Linked DNA regions of Sus scrofa: all the other regions are linked to region 2. The links are chromatin contacts, called in public HiChIP or PLAC-seq maps. All regions are on one chromosome and are shown on one strand. The core of a region is the stretch at or near the end of the contact, and the rest is flanking DNA. Distances in the headings are between cores, read along the strand shown. Region 1 overlaps YPEL2 (protein yippee-like 2). Region 2 holds the start of YPEL2 (protein yippee-like 2). Region 3 overlaps YPEL2 (protein yippee-like 2).

What was found. HiChIP or PLAC-seq counts read pairs in DNA pulled down with a chosen protein or histone mark.
Region 1: an H3K27ac HiChIP or PLAC-seq map of skeletal muscle shows a contact between it and region 2. The contact joins the enhancer-like site here to the promoter of YPEL2 in region 2. A contact is called at or near these places in 1 of 5 promoter capture datasets (liver), 5 of 47 Hi-C or Micro-C datasets (brain, embryonic fibroblasts, liver and 1 more) and 2 of 2 datasets of contacts at active chromatin or transcription factors (alveolar macrophages and skeletal muscle).
Region 3: an H3K27ac HiChIP or PLAC-seq map of skeletal muscle shows a contact between it and region 2. The contact joins the enhancer-like site here to the promoter of YPEL2 in region 2. A contact is called at or near these places in 1 of 5 promoter capture datasets (liver), 6 of 47 Hi-C or Micro-C datasets (embryonic fibroblasts, epiblast stem cells, heart right ventricle and 2 more) and 2 of 2 datasets of contacts at active chromatin or transcription factors (alveolar macrophages and skeletal muscle).

What each region holds. Positions count from the first base shown.
Region 1 is chr12:35,632,196-35,635,335 of Sscrofa11.1, reverse strand. It overlaps YPEL2 (protein yippee-like 2), which reads right to left. Exons shown (of 5, transcript XM_003131686.6): 3 at 1,015-1,058. Among named protein-coding and RNA genes, the nearest start is that of YPEL2, 61 kb to the right of the region's middle. Within about 2 kb of position 1,810, at least 20 of the 83 cell types and tissues checked have an H3K27ac peak or open chromatin away from gene starts, as enhancers often do. A contact at or near this core is called in liver and skeletal muscle, where this site is marked.
Region 2 is chr12:35,571,831-35,575,411 of Sscrofa11.1, reverse strand. It overlaps YPEL2 (protein yippee-like 2), which reads right to left and starts at 2,264. Exons shown (of 5, transcript XM_003131686.6): 1 at 1,784-2,264.
Region 3 is chr12:35,614,228-35,617,746 of Sscrofa11.1, reverse strand. All of the region lies in intron 2 of YPEL2 (protein yippee-like 2), which reads right to left. Among named protein-coding and RNA genes, the nearest start is that of YPEL2, 43 kb to the right of the region's middle. Within about 2 kb of position 1,891, at least 29 of the 83 cell types and tissues checked have an H3K27ac peak or open chromatin away from gene starts, as enhancers often do. A contact at or near this core is called in alveolar macrophages, omental adipose tissue and skeletal muscle, where this site is marked.

The sequences.
Region 1 (3,140 bases), core at 561-3,060, 60 kb before region 2:
ACTGAGCACGGCTGCCTGAAGGGAAGCCAACACTGAGAAGAGCAACAGCTCTAACTGAAATCAGTAACAACCCCCCCCCCCAAAGCAGCTACATGGAAACATCTCCACTGAGATGAATCATATCTGCAAGTTCTGATTCAATGAGTCTACTGAAAAGAGTCTTTGGCTGCATTCACAGCATGTGGAAGTTCCCAGGCCAGGGATCGAACCTGTGCTACCGCAGCGACCCAAGCCCCTGCAGGGACAGTGCCCGATCCTTCATCTTGTGAGCCACAGGAGCACTTCTAAAGGTAGTCTTTATGGTTGAGACTCTGTTTGGGATTTTTCTAGGAAATGCCTTTTGTCTTGTGATTTAAGGGGGCAAACTGACAACCACCCTGCCGTCCACAGCCATGATGAGCACAGGTGCTCAGAGCTCCCTGAGGACCGAATGAGCCCAGGGATGTCAATTGTGACAGTTCAGTCTTGTCCTGATCACAAGGATGGCTGAGCCCCGTCTATCAAATATACCAGACTCCTTCACAGAGCACCTTTTATCTCAAGCTGAACACGCCAGATTTCCATTTTCACAGTTCATCAGGCTTGCTTCCTCAGAGCAAGCAGTAAATGATGCTGCCGATGGCTGTGGGCTGGGGGAGCCTGTGCATCTGCAGCAGAGGATGCGGGCGCTTCACTAACTCCACGTTACTGAGGCTCCTCCTCCAGCACATCCCCGTGTCTTCTGTTCACCCTCCTTCTCCTCTCCAGTGACATGTCTCAGATCTAGTTACAGGACCTCTGTGTTGAGGAGACTACTGCCCTCTAAGCTTATGGCAGGCAGCGACTGTATTATTTTCAGCCAAAGATGCTGCTCCCCAAAGTCCCCTGAGGATGACTGGCTACCAATTGTGGTGAGTGATGCTCCATGAGGGTGGGGAGGCAGAGAGGACAGGTCCCGTTGTTTTAATGATCATGGCTTTCCCCTCCCCTCGAAACTTGCACCGAACAATGGGTGTACCATTCAGAGACACTCACACTGAGTTAAAGAGGTATGCTCGTCCTTGACTTCCTTGGAACGACTGAAATGCAAGAAAACAAATTGATAGTTAGATACCATTTACCCACCCATTCGGGAAACCAGCCCCCAACTGCAACAGTCAGGACCTTGCAGTGCTGACACGGCAAAAACGGAGCAGTGAGCCATTCAACAGTCCAGGTGGCAGTTGGCGTGGCGGGAGGAGAAGGCAGAATAAATAAGCAGAGCTACAGACTCCAGCCACTTCACTTGGGCTGTTTTCACCAGCCCAGGTAAGAAGATATAAACCACCAAACCCACACTTCTCACTGGTCCTGCTTTCTTGGAGAGCCTCACGGCTCTAACAGTGACAAGAGTCCTCAATGGCAGCACCGGGCTGCTCCTTTTGAGGTGTCAGCAACTTGATCTCTGTATCACAGTAAGGCTCATTAAGCAAGAATCCCATTTTAACTTCTAGCTTAAATACGAGCCTTCTTTCTTGTGGTCGGAGGATAGCAGAGAACGAGAAACAGGAGCCAGAGCTTGCCATGCGTCTACTTCCATTAGCACGGGCCCTGTCCGTCTTCTCGTCCTCCAGTTACACTGAAATGTCTGGCTGACATGAGCCAGCCATGTCCTGCCTTGCTGTCTGCATTTTTAATGTGATTGACAACTGTACCCTGAATTAAACATCCTAGTCTGCACTCAAGACCATTCTAAAAATAAACAAACAAATACAGGACTCTCCCATGACCTCTGTTACTCAGTGGCTGGAGAAATCCAGAGTTGACTGGTTAACAGATGACCAAAGGGTAGGAGAGAACCAGACAGGACACAGATGACTGCACAGGAGACAGTTGTTGTCAGAAACACAGGACTTTAGGGATCAGTGCTGCCAGCCAGAGAAAAAGGTCCAATTCTTGACTTGTGTAAAAACGCCTCTGCGGTCAGCTGGATTGCCAAACTGGCTGGCTGCCTCCAACATACAAATGCACCAGAAGCCTTGGCTCCCAGGGGCAGCTCCAAGGAGCAAGCTGGTGTCCCCAGCTGCTTCTCTGGCCTAAACCAGCTCTCTTTCCTTTGGGTCTTGAAACATCCCTGGGGAACCTAAGAGCTCCAGCCTGGAACTGAGTGTGAATCAAAGCCATGGCCTGGAAACCTGGAACCTGGAAGGCTATGCCAAGTGTCTGGATGAGACGATGTCCCAGGGACAGAGACCATAGATCTGGCCAACCTGTTAGTTGAACCTTGGAGCACAAAGACACCCAAGTACCACCAGGATAGCAAAAGCTTCAGTATCTGGTCCCACCAACCTCTGCAGTCTCTTCTTCCATACTTTTCCACTGGGTCCTTTGCTCTAGTCAGGACAAACCACGTGCAATTCCTGGAACGAACTTGCATTTCACCAACTTTGCCCAACTTTGCTTCCTTCAGTTGGGGAGGCTCTTCCACCTGACCAATCCTAAGGCTCGGCTTCCTCTCCCTCCTAAGCACTTGGCTCAGCTTCCTCTCTTTCCTAAGGCATTCTCTGACCTCCCCAGGATGAGCACCCAGTGGCACCCAGGTACTGGACTTTTCTTGCCCCCCTGCCTGTCCCTCCTGTCCTTTTTTGGAGCTCTCAGCATACTGGATAGATTGTCGATTTAACTTGTCAAGGAGTCAGCTGCCTCTAATTTCCTTTTTTTTTTTTTTTTTTTTTTATTTTTAGGGCCACACCCAAGGCATATGGAAGGTCCCAGGCTAGGGGTGGACTAGAACTGGAGATGCTGGCCTATGCCACAGCCACCGCAACAAGGGATCTGAGCTGCATCTGCGACCTACACCACAGCACACGGCAACACTGGATCCTTAACCCACTGAAGAGGCCAGGGATTGAAACTGCGTCCTCATGGATGCTGGTCAGATTCATTAACTGCTAAGCCACGAGGGTAACTCCTCATTTCCTTTTTTTTTTTTTTTTAATGGCTTTATTGCTATCTAACAGACATATAATAATAAACTGTGCATATTTAAAATGTACCATTTGATGAGTTGTGCATCTGCATATACCTGCAAAACCATCACCACAACATGATAATGGACTATCATACCCAAGTTTCCTCGTGTCCCTCTGAATCCAGCTGTCCCTTCCCTCCTCATCCTCAGG
Region 2 (3,581 bases), core at 1,015-3,514:
AATATTTTTGTGCATGGTGTTTATTTTCCATTTTCTACCCCTAACTCCAAGCTTCTGGATTTTAGTTCAAGCACAAAAATAGCAAGATGGAGAGGCTGTTATCAAATCCTAAACTGATAAGGCAAAGCCAAACTGAGGAGGGGGATGAGCCCAAGGCCACCACCCTGCTCCAGCCTGAGACCCTTATCATGGAGCCGATGATAAGGAAAGGTACTAAAGGGAAGTTTGCACGACCTTTCTCAGGCTGCATCAGTTCCTTGGTGAAGAATTTTGAGCCACTCATTAGCGTAGATTAGGGTCAGAAAGAACTTAGGTTCAGCCCAACTTTGCAGTCCACGGCCGTGACTAGGTCAAAGGAAAGTCAGGGATGGAAGGGTGAATCCAGGCTCACTTGCTCACAAGGCCCTGAATCAGGAAAGCACGGGAGAGCATCAAGCAGGTGAAGTCCCACCCTAGAGCCAGAGACAAAAGTTGCCTTGGGCAAATCACTTAAATTCTCAATTCAATCCCCTAGGTTCCTCCAAGGCTTATGCTACGTGAGCAAGTGGAGCACAGAGAATAAAACAGTTTCCCTTTTCGTTCCATGCAGGGAATTGCACATCTTGCTGGACCCGAAGAGAGGAACATGGGAGGAAGAGCAGGAGAAAAAAAAAAAAAAAAAAAAAGATGAGTAGCTAGCTGTTGTGTCAGATTTTTGGACTTACTGAAAAGAGCCTCAAGCCCCTTGGACAAACTGACAAGGAGGCGAAAAAGCAGAAATCCCAGCAAAGCCCAGGAGCAGTTTCCTGTACCATTCACGGCCTCAGAGCTGTGGGAGGGTCAGCTACATGCAGAACAGAGGACACTCACTCTCTTGGCTTTGTAAGCTCTTGTAAGCTGAGAGTGAAGTCAAAAGTGGCAGTCTCCTGGGCTGGGTCCAAAAGAACAGGTGGTTCCCCCCCACCCGTCAAAGAGAGAAAAACCACCACTTGGATAAAGGCACCCAGAGAGGTCAGTGGCCAAGGAGGATGAACTTGAAGCAGTGAGAGGTTGGGGCTGCCCCTCAGCACCAGTTCCTGGGAGGTACTCGCTGGAGAGGCCCCTACATTCCGGCGGGCAGGAGAGCACTCGCGCCCACCCCCTTGGCAAGGGCACTGGGGAGGCGCCGGGAAGCGGCCAGGCAGGAACTCGGCTGCGGTTACCTCGGCCCGGAGCTGGCCAAGCGCTCCTGGGAGTTTCGAGGGCGGCCAGTCCCCCGAAGGCGGGGGCACTGAGGGCGGCGCCCCCAGATCCAGTGTCTCCTGCGGAGACTTAGCGTCCTCGGAGACAGAAAACGCCCGTAGTCCCTACCCTGCCCCCCACGGAGTTTGAACTACGGGAACTACGCTAAGGAAGCAGCAGCAACTGAGTCTCCAGGTTCCCTCCACCCTACCCTCGCCGCCTAGCCGCGCGCCCCAGACTAGCCTGGCTCGCCACACAGGTCCTCAGCCCCGACCGGGGAACCCGGGCCACCTGGGCTCCCGCCGCGGGCCGCCGCCTGAGCTCCGCAGTGTTTGTAAACAAACCGGTCACGTGGCCCCGGCGGCCTGCTCCCCGCCCCCTGAGCCCGCGGCCCCCCGGGGAGACCCCCCCCCCAGCCAGACCCCGCCTCGGCTGCGAGGGGCAGAGGGCGCCGCGCGCTCTGGAGAAGCCGGGCCGCAGGAGCCACGGGACCTGAGCCCAGTGCCCGGGGCCGGGCGCCCGAACTGACAGCGCGTCCCACGCCCACGCACGCCCGGCCCGCGCAGCGCTCGCATCTGCTTACCCGGCAGCAGGCAGCCCCGTCCGGCCAGCGCTGAGCTCGGCTCCGCGGGGGTGCGCAGCAGCGAAGGACCGCCCGGCCGGATCCCGGGCTCTGGGCGCGCTCTTAAAGCCACAGTCTCCGCCACTGCCGCCGCCGCCACTCCGCATCCCTCCGGGTTGGGGCCGGGGGCTGCCCGGTGACGGACGCACCCCCGCGCCTATCCCCTCGGCTCAGCACATAGCAACACGTCGCGGGTTGGCTCGGCCCGGCCGCAGCCCATCCGCCCTGAGCCAATCAGCGAAGGACGGAACTCCGCCCCCTGCTTCCCCTACCTCCCACCCCCCACACCCCCACCCCTCGGGCCCGGCCGGGCTTGGGTGCGGGGAGTGCGGCGGGTGCCCAGTCTGGCCCGCTGAGGCTCAGCCAGTGGAGCCTGTCCAAGCAGGGCAGCTGGCCGGCGCAACAGGGAGAAAGGGTGATGTGGTTGGGTAGGCTCTCTCGGCGCCCAGGAGGAGACCGTTTATTTGAGTTTGGAGTTTGTCCCCAGGTCAAGGCTGGGATTTTCAGAACCCGGGGAAGGGAGAGGAGAGGCTTTACAGTGCTTCTCCTACTTGGGGCGGCCAAGAGAGTAACTCCCGGCTCACGCCTTAGCCATCCCTAACTCAGAGTCTAAGTTACCTGAAAAGGCTCTCGGGACCCGCAGGAGTTGAGTTTAATAAAGATGGTGACAGCCCGACAGGACCCTAGCCAGGCCCTACTCAAAAGCGAGGCATTTCCCCCTTTTCTCTCTGCTCTGCTTAAATGTAGCTAATTAAAAGTGGGAAAGACACATTCGGGGGACTTATAAGGCAACTAGCCCCCAATTGCTGGCGATTTCCCGATGCTTTTGGAGAGAAATGATTCGCCCAGGAGAATAGGATGGTCAGTGACCACAGGGGAGGCACCCACGTTCTGGGTCAGTGGAGTGGTGCTTTTCAAGGAAGAGAAGGTTAAAAAACAGCCCAGGGCAGTCAGGAAATCTAGGGAGGCACCAGGTGGGTGGGGTGGGACAGTCTCCCAGCAAGAAAACAGGTCAATTTCGGAAAGAATGCTGTCAGGGATCAGGGGCAGAGAGCAGCCCAGCCTTTTCAGCTGCCCACTGTGGTTCTGCAGTCCCTCAGAAAGCAGTAGGAAGCCCCATGTTTTATTGAGTTGCTGTCAGAATGTGAGATGTTTCCGGAGGTGCTGCTGACTTCAATCTCCTTCTACACACTGGTTTGCTCATAAAGGGAGAATGGCACTGGGGTAGGTCCCCAGATGCCTCAAACCAGGTACCCAGGTACCGGAACTCCACCCAGCTGTCTTTAAAATAGATGTGATTCAGTTAATATACTTTGTGTTCAGATTGTATTCAGTTAATACATATTGCATGGTTTGATATGAATCCAGTCCTAATGTTAGTAAAAAACAAACAAACAAAAAAAACCCCATCAAATCTGCAGTTCTCTGTAAGCAGGAACAGGTCACTGTTCACAAGCAACAAACTTGGAAAATCTAAAACAGAAAAAAAAATGCTTTTCAGATAAGAAAAATTCATGACCAAGAAAGGTTTAATAATTAATCTTTAGAGGTGGTAGATTCTTTAGGTGATCCAGAGCTTGATTTCTGCCCTGATCTGCCATGTGGGCATATTTCTTTATCTCTCTAGGCCTTAGTTTCCACTGTTTAAAACAAAGATTGAAATAGGATCATCTCTAAAGTCCCTTCCCCCTCTAAAATCTAAGCAGGGCCAGGAAGTCAAACTTGTTACAACATTTCAGGCTATATTCTCCTAGTGAAT
Region 3 (3,519 bases), core at 642-3,141, 43 kb before region 2:
ATACGGAAGTTCCTGGGCTAGGGGCTGAATAGGAGCTACAGCTGCCGGTCTATGCCACAGCCACAGCAACTCCAGATCTGAACCACATCCATGACCTAAGCCACAGATCGTGGGAACACAGGATCCTTAACCCACTGACCAAGGCCAGGGATCAAATCCGCATCCTCAGAGACACCATGTTGGGTTCTTAACCTGCTGAGCCACAATGGGAACTCTTATCTTCCACAGTTTGATACCACCTCAGGCAGTATCTCAGGTATGATCTGTTTTTTAAGACAGCTGATGGGGGTAGAACCATGCCTAGAAGCCAAATCTCAAAAAAACCCCATCTCTCTTGAGCACCTACTCTGCCAGGACGCATTGTCCATTGTGCACAAAGGGTATTGCTATTACTCCCCTACCCACTGATCTTTCCTTGTTGATGGTGGTGGAGAGGGTGTGGGACTCTTAACAGGACTGGGCAGCAAATCTGAAAGCAGAACTTATTCGTTTTTAAACAAGGACCAGCCAGTTGGACCACAGAGTGGGTGTTTCCATGCAAATTCCAGCATTTTCAAGTTGCTCCATGAACTGAACCCAGCCAGGACAGCAAGCGTGTGTGTGTGTGTGTGCAACCAGCTCTTTGATTAGGTCTAGAGAGGGACTCAATTAGCATCATGGAAAACACAGCAGATTTCAGAAAGGAAAGGTCAGCCACAAGGCCTAGCATTTGCTATCAGTCATCTGCCAAGCAGGAAGTGCTACTCAGATCTATTTTTAATCATCTTCCCTAGGCAAAGGCTCCTGGGAGAAGGCAGAGGCCAGGCTTATTCCAAGAGAAACATTTAATTGCTACCTTTCTGTACACATTTGTAAAGAGTCTCTGGATACTCTGGATAGCATTTTAAATATATTCTGGAATTGACAAAGCATTAATTGAGGGAGTTCCCATTGTAGTGCAGCAGAAACGAATCCGACTAGGGTCCATGAGGATGTGGGTTCGATTCCTGGCCATGTTCAGCGGCTTAAGGATCTGGCATTGCTGTGAGCTATGGTGAAGGTCGCAGATGAGGTTCGTATCCTGTGTAGCTGTGGCTGTGGTGTAGGCTGGCAGCTCTGATCCAACCCCTAGCCTGGGAACTTCCACAGGCCGCAGGTGCAGCCCTAAAAAGCAAAAAATAAAAAATAAACATATTCTGGACACCAATTTATACACAGAGGCTCAGTTCCTGGGTCTATCACTCTGGCACCTACCTCCTAGGAGGCCACGGTTGGAGAATCCTTCTTGGGAAAGTTACCAGAGACTGTCCGGACTAACTCCATATAACGTAATCATCCTTGTAACCAGGTTCTAGATATTTCCTTTGGTTGCAAGTGAGGGGGAAGGGAGGAGAAGAGGTGAGAGTCCAGGGTACCCATTCACTTCCCAAAACAGTGAGACTGGAGAAGCTAACTGTGCAGACTTCCTGGTCACTCCCATTTTTATTTTAAGGCACCTAACACTTCAGAAAGGTAAATTTAAACAAACCAGTTCAGGAGTTCCCAACGTGGCTCAGCGGGTTATGAACCCGACTAGTAGCCATGAGGAGGCCTCACCCAGTGGGGTTAAGAAGCCGGGCATTGCCGCAAGCTGCATACGTTACAGATATGGCTCGGATCTGGGACTGCTGTGGCCTACCTAGACCCCTACCTAGCCTGCGAACCTCCATGTGTCTTGGGTGCAGCTTAAAAAGACAAAAAATAAAAATAAAAAAACCCAGTGCATCCAGCAGGAACTCATTTCCAACTCAAGATCTGAATTGGCTGAAAGAAAGGAGAAAAGTTCCATCTCTACTCACAGGGACTCAGTCGGTGCTGTGTGGCTGGGTCCACCCAGGCCCGGGAACATTTTGTCCACTGGCTTCTTCCCCCTCCCAACTCATAGCAGCCCTCGTGTCTCACTTGCGTCCAGCCCGAGGAATGAACCATCTCTGCGAGGTCTGGACAGGGAGTCTGGCACAGCCATGGCAGATTGTGCAGAAACAGAGCCTGGCTCAGGAACCCCTGCAATCTCCCAGCCCACACACTGAACACAGAGTTTCCTTGTCTCTTGACACTTACAAACTTTCAGCCTTCAATTTCCGCCCCAACGTAAAGCCTGAGCATACGTACAATTAATTGTGCCTCGGCCAAGTCAAGTTCCATTTGCCAATAAAGGACTGCGGCCAGGCAGCTAGCCACCACCCAGGGCTTGCCCGGTCAAACACAAAACTGGGGAGCTGCAGGACCCACTGTACCCCTTGACAAAGGGACAAAGGGGTCTGCTGCAGGTTTTACCCACCTCCCCACTCCCGCTCCTCCCTCCTCTTAGGAGCTTATCGGAGAGGCTGATGGGAAAGCTAAGCTGAAAGGGCACCTTGGCTGTGGGATCTTTGCCTGAGGATGTGAAATAAGAGACTGGGTATTTGGGGCAACTTAACACCAGCAGGAGCCCAGCCAGAGGGCCAGGACGAAGGGACTGAATAGAGCAGACATGTGCTTCGCAGGAGACCTAACTCCCCTGGCAGGGAGGGGGTGGCTGTCACCCCTCCCCCCCCCCGGCCTGGAACTCTGCTCTAGTGAGCAGAGGCACACATGTCCCTGGGGAAAAAAAAGGCCACTGCACAGGGTCACTCCCCCTGACCCAGTTGGACCACAAATTAAGTATGGCTTCTGAGCCCTGCTGACTCTAGCGTTCCTCTTCTTTCTGATTTCAGGAGTAAAGGGAGGTAAGCAGTAAACAGCTTAAAAAAGAATCATTCTTCTGCCTGTGAAGATGACCTGTGCTCTTCCACTGCCCCCTCCCCAGTTTTCCTGGGCTGTATGTGTCAGGAAACCCACTAATAAGCAAACAAACACCCCCCACAAAGGAAATCTGGGGTATCATGTTTAGTCCAAGTGCTAAACCCCAGGAACAGGAAGTTACCTGGAGATTTCACAGCCAGGCAGACAGCCTGGGATGGACCCAGCAAGAGGGCTGGGCTAAGCTCCTCTGCTAATTCAGAGCAAGATATGGGCCCTATGGTAGAGCACTTAGGGGCATAGACTAGGGGGTCACACCTGAATTGCAACTCTGGTTCTATCACTTTGAGCTGGGTTCTCTTGGTCAGCTCAACTTGGCTAGGCCCCCCTTTCTTCATCTGAAAATGGGAACAATAGGAGAAACGGGAACCCTCCGACACTGTTAGTGGGACTGTGTGTAGCCATTGTGGAAAACAGTATGGAGGGGCCTCAAAAAACTGAAAGGAGGAGTTCCCGTCGTGGCGCAGTGGTTAACGAATCCGACCAGGAACCATGAGGTTGTGGGTTCGATCCCTGGCCTTGCTCAGTGGGTTAACGATCCGGCATGCCGTGAGCTGTGGTGTAGGTTGCAGACGCAGCTCGGATCCCGCGTTGCTGTGGCTCTGGCGTAGGCCAGTGGCTACAGCTCCGACTGGACCCCTAGCCTGGGAACCTCCATATGCCGTGGGAGTAGCCCAAGAAATGGCAAAAAGACAAAAAACAAAACAAACAAACAAAAAA